Regions from separate parts of the Macaca mulatta genome. Here region 1 is linked to region 2. The links are chromatin contacts, called in public Hi-C maps. All regions are on one chromosome and are shown on one strand. The core of a region is the stretch at or near the end of the contact, and the rest is flanking DNA. Distances in the headings are between cores, read along the strand shown.

Region 1 (4,521 bases), core at 1,145-3,644, 1.2 Mb after region 2:
TATATACACATGTGGCCCCACAGCAATACTGACTGGCATACAGGCAATAAAATGGGTGAAAAGGGGTGGAGAAGTGAGAGATTCTGGTCATGGTGATTCGGAAAGATTTCACAGAAGAGGAGACATTTAACCTGGTCCTTGAAGCAAAAAAGGATCTAGACTCTTAAAAAGTGGGAAGGCATTTCACACAAAGAGAAAATCTCTATGCTGGCATTGTCTTTAATTTTTGAATGTAGGAGAAAAATGGAAAGAAATTAAGTGACCTGATCAAGGTGATAACAAGAGAAAGCATCAGAGGCACACTATAATTTTTAACTCCGGGGTCAGAACGGTTCCTGTGATATTACATTGCTTCCTTCTCGAGGTGACACAATTTCTCTGCTTTCACAGTCACCTTCGCCCCCCGTTTATTTCTCCACGTTGCTGCGCCCTTTACAGGACCTTGCTAGGATGTCCACAGAAAAACACAGAGGCAGCCACATCTTCATAAAACACATTACATTTCGGCTGTGTCTAAAAATCAAATGAACACATGTAGGTATATTTTTGGCCTCCTTTCCTCACCATTCTCCATCATTTCAAAGGAATGGGAATTTGCGCTGTCGCCACATGGCACACTCAATAAAATGTTGATCCATTCCTTTAAACCTTCCATTTTTCTACTTCAGTTTGTCAAGTGATCCCAATTCCAAGAAATCATAATTCACACTGTGCGGGAGGTTGCAGATTTTTGGCTCTGGAGGTTGTGCAGATGTTATTCCTTAAGGAAGACGATCGTGATTGCCTATGTGAGTAATGGCTGTGAGTCGGCTAGAAGCCAAAAGTTCTCTTATAGCAGAATGTATAAACCATTCTCCTACTGAAAGAAGGCCCCCAGTAGGATAATATATTATTACACATGATTCAAATTACAGGATCTGCAGCAGGGGAGCTCGTGACTGATTCGGGACAGTCGCCCCCTGAATACTGATGATGGGATGATGGAATGCCTCATGAATTAAAAGGGCCATGGTTTCCCATCTAAATCCTTCATATGTTTTAAAAAGTGACTATGCCTATCATTGCACTCTCTAAGCTTCTTAAACGAATCATGCACTATTATGAAACCCTTGTCAATATTTTTTAAATTCCATGTTTTTGAATAATTATATTCAAAACATCCTTTTAAAAGAAAGACAACGAAACTTCACCTTCTCTGCTAGAAAACAGTGTGCCTTTAACGCAAATATGCAATAAAGATATGACTTAATAGAAATTGCATTGAAGTGTGACCCAGTTTTGCTCTCTGGGATTTTATAAAGCAACCTGAAATCTTCACATGCCACATGTTCCAGCCTCTTTAAGTTATCTATAGAACAAATGAATTTATCCCTGACAGCTAAATATAAATGTGCAACGCAAAATTGTATTTCCAAAGGTTTTCTGCAGACAAATGAACTCGTTTGTGAACATTATTTCATTTGATCTACTTTGGTTATGTAACAATCCCATAAATTTGCTAAAGGCATTACATTGCGAATGGAGACCAGGCATTTTTATAGAAACACTAAGGCAAATGTTAAATATTATACATTTTAAAAAACAAACTGTATAACGGCAATAAATTCTGAAATAATATGTAAGCTGGTCCCTTAACTTCTTTTCAAGCTGGTTCTTGTATTCAGTTTTTCTAGTAAATGGATGCAAATCAGGTGCATTGTGCTGGGGTGGGAAGGGGGAGATTTGTCCAGAAATGACCTCAGTTCTATTCATTAATAAAATGACAATGTTGGCCGAGAGCAGTGGAGAATGAAATATAACAAGAGTGAACTTTCCTCCATGTGACAGATGCACATAAGTGCTTTTTGGATAAAGCACTGTATGTAAAATGGCCACTGCAGCATAAAATCTGGAAACGTTAAAGGATGTTCTAAGACACAGATTGTTTGAAAAACCTGCAACTTCCATGGCAATGCACCCCTTATTCTCTGTTACCTTGTACAATTCTGAACCCCAACTTGGAGAAGCATGTATTCATTCATAAGAAGAGGGATCAGACAATATAAACAGAGGTTTGATGTTGTTAAGAATTTTTTTTTTAAGAAAGAGAAGATAATTTTTGCAAATTCAAAACAAAATAGAATTGTAACCGGAATCACTTTCAGTGACGGCAGACACCAATGGGGTAAAAAAAAAAAAAAAAAGGTAAAAGCCATCGGACAGAATGTAGCCACATTTTTGCATAGCGGTTTAAATTATGCCAGCAGAATAATTAATGGAAGGACCTAATATGGAAAGGGGGGGTGACAGGAAAGGGGGAAGGCTATGTTAAACAAAGTTCATTACTGCATGATGTAAATGAGTTTCTCACCAGTGATGTCACTGATTGGCTGAGCTGCAGAGCTGGCTTCGAGCATGGCCGGATTGGCTGCTAGCTCTTCTGGTGCCTGCCTGCTCGGGCAGCGGTTGAACCAGATACTTTCTGTCTCTCTTGTTGTCGTTTGAAGCAAATCTTGTTCAGCCCAGCTGTGTCTCCATAGTAGTGGCACCCTAAGAGAGAGTCTCCCTCCTGCTTCCCACAGCTCGTCTGTGAGGCGGTCGCTGCTGTGAAATACCAGCCCTTGGCACCAAGCCCAGACAGCGTTCTCAGATCCATCTATAACACACATACAAAAAGAAAAATAGGAAAAAAAAAGCAGTTCTTTCATCTGAATTGCATCCTAAGGAGGATTAAGAAGGCTTCTATTGCTACTGATTTGTGTTGCTTCAATTTGATGGTTAAAATAGTTTTTGAAATACAGTATCTTCTCATCTGCAGTAGAACACCATTGGTTAAAATTGGTTAAAAAGACGGGGGGAACCCCCCTCTCCCATGTTTACCTTGATTACAGAAAAATAATTCTTCATTTTCTTCCTAAGCACCGTAACTGATGTTTTTGGTCCCCTACCAGAATTTTAAACTCTCACCGGATTTCTAATTACAGCCGAGTCATTATTTTTCAGGTTAAGACAAGGGATCTTAATTAGCATTCTTTTTTAGCTATGCGAAATGAGACAGGGCATGAAACAGAAACGATCTATGGAGAGGCAGAGAGAGAGAAAGAAAAAAATCTGTGCAGCTTTTACAGTTGAGCCGACACCCCCTCCTTCCCCGCTCTCCCTCCACCCGCCTTGCAAAAAAGAATGCAGTCATATGAACTTTACCAGACAATGGAGTACCTACAGGCTCTCCCCTAGACAAGTCCTTTATAACCAGCCAGTGCTATGTGCTGCAGACAGTGGCCAATCGGCAGGCTCCTTTCTGCAGCCGGGACACAATAGGTGCATTGGCCACACTGTCTTCCTAGACCCTGACAGCAGTTCAGGTTCATTTATTGTACACTGGAAGGCACATATGTCTTTAATATTCACTGCGAAATTATCAGTGCGACTGCCTTTATTTCACCATAATTACATCAACCTAATTACCGCGCCCAAGCTGCAATAGCACTGTTTGCACAGAGTGGTGCATAGCCATGCATGCCGTAAAAATATGCATGGAAATGCTTGCTTATTTCAATAATAAAATCCGCCAATTTTCTTCCCACAGCTTCCTCCAGAATACTTCAGTGGAATATAGCCATCGCTTTTCCCCTTCAAAAGAAAAAAAGCATGTGTGTGTGTATAATATATATATATACACACACGTACATACATATACAAATAATACATATTATTTAAACATTTCTTCGTCATTTATTGGAGTGAAGTATGGGAGTAGAATCTAGTCACTACATACAAGGTCATTAAAGACCTAAGGCATTTCCCCCCTATTACCAGGCATCAGAGTGAAGGAGTAAGTGAATCTGCACGAATCATTATAGCCATGACTACAAGCTCAAGCCGATTTATTTAGAGTCTAACTGTCATGCACATCTGCATATGCCTAATTTATGTATTTTCATATTACATAATTATGTCATGCCTTGAAACATTGACTCAAAATGCTTGAAAAATTAAATCTTAGCTTTTTGTGTATTAGTTCAGCAGAGTTAGGCACGGTCTGTGGTAGAAACTGTCTGCTTTTTTATTTTATTTTATGCATGTTGCATTTACATATTCATGAACACAAAAGCTCTTATGACCGCTGACTCTGCAGCAGGGGATGAAAAGGCACAATCCCGCATACAGACGTGTTAATTTCTAGGGGAAGAATGGCAGCCTATGATGACCAGAAAGAGACGATGTTTGGAGGTTTCATTTGGGGGTTACCTCATTATATAGTAAATGATGTCGCTAACCCGCCAACGAATGTTGAAGGATAATAAACTTGGAAAGTAAAGCCAATTTGTATTATTCGTGGCCATTCATCCACACTGTAAAAAATAAAAATAAAAAATAAGCATTTTGAAATGCAGGCTTCTGACTCAGGTCTTTGCAGGTAACATAAAGGGGGTGTGCTCAGAAGCTGCTCATGATTTCATAATTTACATATTTCTTGCTCCAAATCAAAATGATAAGCTTTAAGCTTTGATTATTTTCTAAGTCAGAATTTTACCAGCG
Region 2 (4,768 bases), core at 957-3,456:
CCCTTGGTAAAGCACAGTATTAGGGTGAGAGTTACCCGGTTTTCCAGGTGTTGCGTGTGTCAGTTTCCCTTGGCTAGGAAAAGGAATTCTCTTCCCCCTTGCGCTTCCCAGGTGAGGTGATGCCTCACCCTGCTTCAGCTCTCGCTGGTTGTGCTGCACCTGCTGACCAGCACCGACTGTGCGACATGCCCCAGTGAGATGAACCCGGTACCTCAGTTGAAAATGCACAAATTACCTGGCTTCTGTGTCGCTCATGCTGGGAGCTGGAGGCTGGAGCTGTTCCTATTTGACCATCTTGGGCACCTCCACTGTGGAGTATTTTTTTATTTTTTGATGGCAAATAAAATTGCATTGCTCCCAATTTGATAGCCCATGGAGGGTTGTACAATAATTTTATGCTAATTGTAAAAAAATTATGATTTCTACATTTAGAAATTCTTGATCAAATTTATCTTCTTCTCTGTGGGGAGTTTGGGAAAGAAACACATCAATGCATTCTCTGAATTTTCTACTGTTTTTTTTTTTTTTAAATAATCTTTAGAATTCTTAAGGGTAGCATCTTAGGGGGTCACTCTTGTGACAGCATAGCTTAGTGGTTAGTCAATGATTGTTCAGAAAATATGCTTAAATACGTTGACCCAGTATTTTGCATTGACTTGACTGTATGTTTGGGAACATATTCAGAATTCAGGCAGTTCACAAGTCAGTTTCAACTTTGCTTTCTTTCAGGACCTCTCACATTTCCTCTGTGCATTGACAAGTCTTCATGTTCAGTCAGGGATGAGTGGATGGCAAGGGCCCTTTCTGGTTTCTTCTACATATGTGCGTCTGTGCAGCCTTCCAAATTTCCAGAGACAGAGAGGAACTTATCAAGTCCCAACACTGTCGTCTCATTCCCCAATCTTCTTCTTCATTTTCTAGCTAGTTTGCCATTTTGTTGCTTGCTCTGGCTAGGACCTCAAGCTTAGGAGAGCTATGTTGTTGACCTTCCCTATTTGTTTGCCACAGAGATTGCAACTGTTTTCAATAATGCCCCTGGCTATAGAGTTGTTTAATGCTCCATTTCAAACTGAGTGATCCCCCCTCCAACAGCAAAGCTGCTATTTTTCACAGTTTGTCCTACCTTCATGGATCTACCATGCTAACAAAGCTGGAAGGTAGTGGGGGAAGGGAGCAGCTCCTGATATAAATGCCCCAGACTCCCACTATTCTTCCTGGAGGCTTTTCCTGAATAAATACATCTCAATTTGTTGCATGATTTTGGACAATTTATGGAGTCTTCGAATAGTTGTTTTTGACCATTTTCTTCAGCTTTGCTGTCATTTTTTAGGGAAAGTATCTGTTGAGCTTCTTATTCTACCATTTTGGAAGTCCCCTCTTCAGAAATATTTAATTGTTGGTAGACATGATTTTCTACCTAGTTTTTGATCAAGCATCACGCAGTTGAGATGCTTAGATAATCAAGTGTGTTTTACTAATGGCTCCATAAATACTATATTCTGATTTTTAGAAACATATCTGTATTCTAAAGTGTACATGAACAGGGCTAATTTTCTTCATGTATTGGAATGAATGTTCTGTATTTATTTTGAATTCTTTCCCTCTCCAAACTCTATAATTGAAGATAATGGAACAGGAGATAAAATTGAAAGCTCTTGAAATTGTCAGAGAGTAGACTGAATATTTGTGATGTATTTTCTACTCTCTTTTTCTTGATTACATTTTAGTAATATGAAGTAAAGAGGGTCAGCCATTAACAGCAGAACATATACAACCTATTTAAACCAAAAGTCTTTCAAACATCCTAAGAGCAGACCTGAGAAGCTATTGTAAATTAAATACACAATAGTCATTTAACAAGAAGGATCTGACACTTTGTATGTGACCATGATGCCGAAGAAAATTGGATTGCTCCCAATTTGATAGCCCATGGAGGGTTGTACAATAATTTTATGCTAATTCCCAAAAAAATTATGATTTCTACTTTTAGAAATTCATGATCAATTTTATCTTCTTATCTGTGGGGAGTTTGGGAAAGAAACACATTATGCTAAAGAAAACAAAAGCCTGAACAAAAGTCCCTCTATTTAGCCGAGATAGAATTTCACAAACAATGGAATTTAAAATTCAAATGTCTTCAAAGCAGTTGTAATAATGATTGTTTCCACTAAGGTGTGCTAGATCTCCAAATATTATTCATGCTCTCCTTGTCTTACCACACTGTACTGAATTTCACCATGTTCATTGCCTTCCCCAGGGCTGCCCAAGCCCTTACCACACAGGGGGTTTTTAAGCTGAAGCAACAATGTGTGCCGCACACAAACTCAGCTAAAACACAAAAGAAGACAAGAGATCATTTAAAAATGTTAAATGAAAAGAAAAAAATAGTTGCATTGTGAAATGTTGATTTTATAAACAGACGCAGGTATTGACTTTGATTTTGCAGAAATAATTCGGTTTGTTTGAGAAATTCTAGAAGGTTAACCTAATAGGAGGAAGTTTTTCAGGCAATTTTTCTTCTAATAAAACTCTCTAATGTCCTATTATTATTTATAACTAGTGTTACAAATGTAAGTTATCTTTTGTTTTAATAGTACATCAGTCTGACTCTGTCATTTGTTCGTGATGATTTAAATCCCTAGAGGTTCCGAGATCATCCAGTGAAGTTTGAAAAACAACTAACACAAAAGAGCAGCTCTAAATAGTGTGTCAGGCAGAAGGTGGCACAGATTTGGAAGTATAACAAAACCTTTTAGTCTGTAGAAAGAAAAATTAATTCTTTTTATTTGCAGTACTGGAATTATTTTTTTAAACAAGTCTTAAAGTTATCAACTAGAAATTTAGCTATCTTGCTAAAAGCCTTCTCAATAGCTGGTAATTTAATGATAGACTCTGGAAGATTTGCCAGGAGTATGTGCCAACTTTTCCCATAAACAAAATCTGGGTTCTTCATAGGGATTTCTATGCACACATCCACCTTAGTTTGAATGCATTTTTATATATGCAAATAGCTTTTTTTGGTTACATAATTTTACTTAGAATGTGAATGGGAGTTTCTTTTTTTCTTGATTTTACTGTGGTTTCAGTTAAAAAGACAACTTGCACTTTCTCACCTCTAAATGAATATGATTACTTCAGCGGCTTGTTGACTTAAATAATTTGGTTTCATGATTTTGATTATATTCACTAATCATTGTAATCAATGGCCATCTTAATAGTAATTTTTAAAATGTCAGCACTAAATTTACATTAACCTTAAAAGCCTCAAATATGACAGTACTTAAATTGTTACCATAATTTATTTTTGTAAACAAAAAGTAGTTCATAGTCAGTTGAACAACTGGAAATTAGTTGATAAGTAACTAGGTATAGATTGTTTTAGAAATGAAAAATTTTTTGGATTAATCTGAAAAGTTTTTACCAAAATCAATATGTTTTCGTATATGTAGTTGTAGTTTCATAGTTTATGTTATTATAAAACATTATCTTACTTAGACCAAATTTTACATTTAAAAAATCTTTTTGGCTATGATACAACTCCTTTTGTTTTGATATATTTTCAAAATAATAGTAATTAAAATGCATAATCAAGTAAGTGAATTTTCATATACATGAAAAATTTCATTAGAGTATTGGAAAAATGACATGTTTTATAATTCTATTGCCTTTTCATGTGGTTATTAAATCAGTGAGTTGACAAATGTTAAATGACATCTGTACTTTTACTGAGATATGTTGTTTAAGTAGCATCGTGTAATTAGGAGACAATTTAGGACAGTAAAGTTTTTACACTCCTAACCAGGAAAATTTTTTCATTTGTGAGATCATTTGAGTTAATTTATTGTAACTGTTGTAGCCATAATTTTTTGTCTGCTAAAGAATGGTGATTAATTATTATTTCCTAAAACCTTAAATAACAGCATAAGATTAATTAAACCCATTTTGTTGATTTAGAGGAAGAAGGAAGTATTTTGTATTTCAAAATACAAGTTTAGAGAGATTATTATTTGACGTTATAGAACTATAAAACAAATAGAAATTTTATACCCTATGTTTAAACTTCAGATTTTTAAAAAGTACTTTCTAAAGACAAAGAGGAATCAATGTTGAATATCACACACAGCTAAAAGCTAATACGAGAAAAATGTAATCATGCAGGAAGGTATTTACACACATTAATTACTTGTTAAAAGGATACAAATGACAAAATAAAAGTCTTCAGCATTTAGAACAGCAGCCATTTCTGCTGAATGGAAAGCACTGTGCAACTGGAAGGTAGACTGACTGGAAACTTTGGGAGACAAGTCAATGGTGCCTGACTTGCATTAAGACACAGCATTTCATCTGGTTTAGTTTTAGTTTAGGTTTAGGGCATTAATATGTGTCTTTTCTAAAAACAAAGCATGTTTAGAATTGATCTAGAAGTGTGGAAATTCAACCTGGAATATTTAGACCAATTAATACTCTGTATTTAACACACACGCAAAAATTAAAAGGCCCCACTCCATTTCCTCTTTGACAATAAATGAAACTAAGAAGTGCTCCTTAGGAATGCTTTCCCAGAAATATTTAAAATAAATACGATTAATATAAATTCCATAGATAATTTTTTTTGAGAAACATGTGCATGTAATGTAAAAAATTTAAGTGTTATTATTTATTTGAGTAAACGGGGTAAGATACAAGCCCTCTGTAAATTAGAAAACACTGCATCTGCATTTGAAGAGGAATTTGGCTTGGTTTGATGCCAAGGGTCAAATAAAGGCAC

The links. A called contact is a pair of places that touch in the nucleus more often than the background predicts.
Region 1: a Hi-C map of fetal cortex germinal zone shows a contact between it and region 2, with 2.7 times the contacts expected there. The contact joins two enhancer-like sites. A contact is called at or near these places in 2 of 14 Hi-C or Micro-C datasets (fetal cortex germinal zone and fetal cortical plate).

What each region holds. Positions count from the first base shown.
Region 1 is chr3:31,648,342-31,652,862 of T2T-MMU8v2.0, forward strand. No RefSeq gene overlaps it. Among named protein-coding and RNA genes, the nearest start is that of USP25, 330 kb to the right of the region's middle. Within about 2 kb of position 2,395, at least 19 of the 40 cell types and tissues checked have an H3K27ac peak or open chromatin away from gene starts, as enhancers often do. A contact at or near this core is called in fetal cortex germinal zone and fetal cortical plate, where this site is marked.
Region 2 is chr3:30,465,270-30,470,037 of T2T-MMU8v2.0, forward strand. No RefSeq gene overlaps it. Among named protein-coding and RNA genes, the nearest start is that of TRNAG-GCC, 180 kb to the left of the region's middle. Within about 2 kb of position 2,207, at least 8 of the 40 cell types and tissues checked have an H3K27ac peak or open chromatin away from gene starts, as enhancers often do. A contact at or near this core is called in fetal cortex germinal zone and fetal cortical plate, where this site is marked.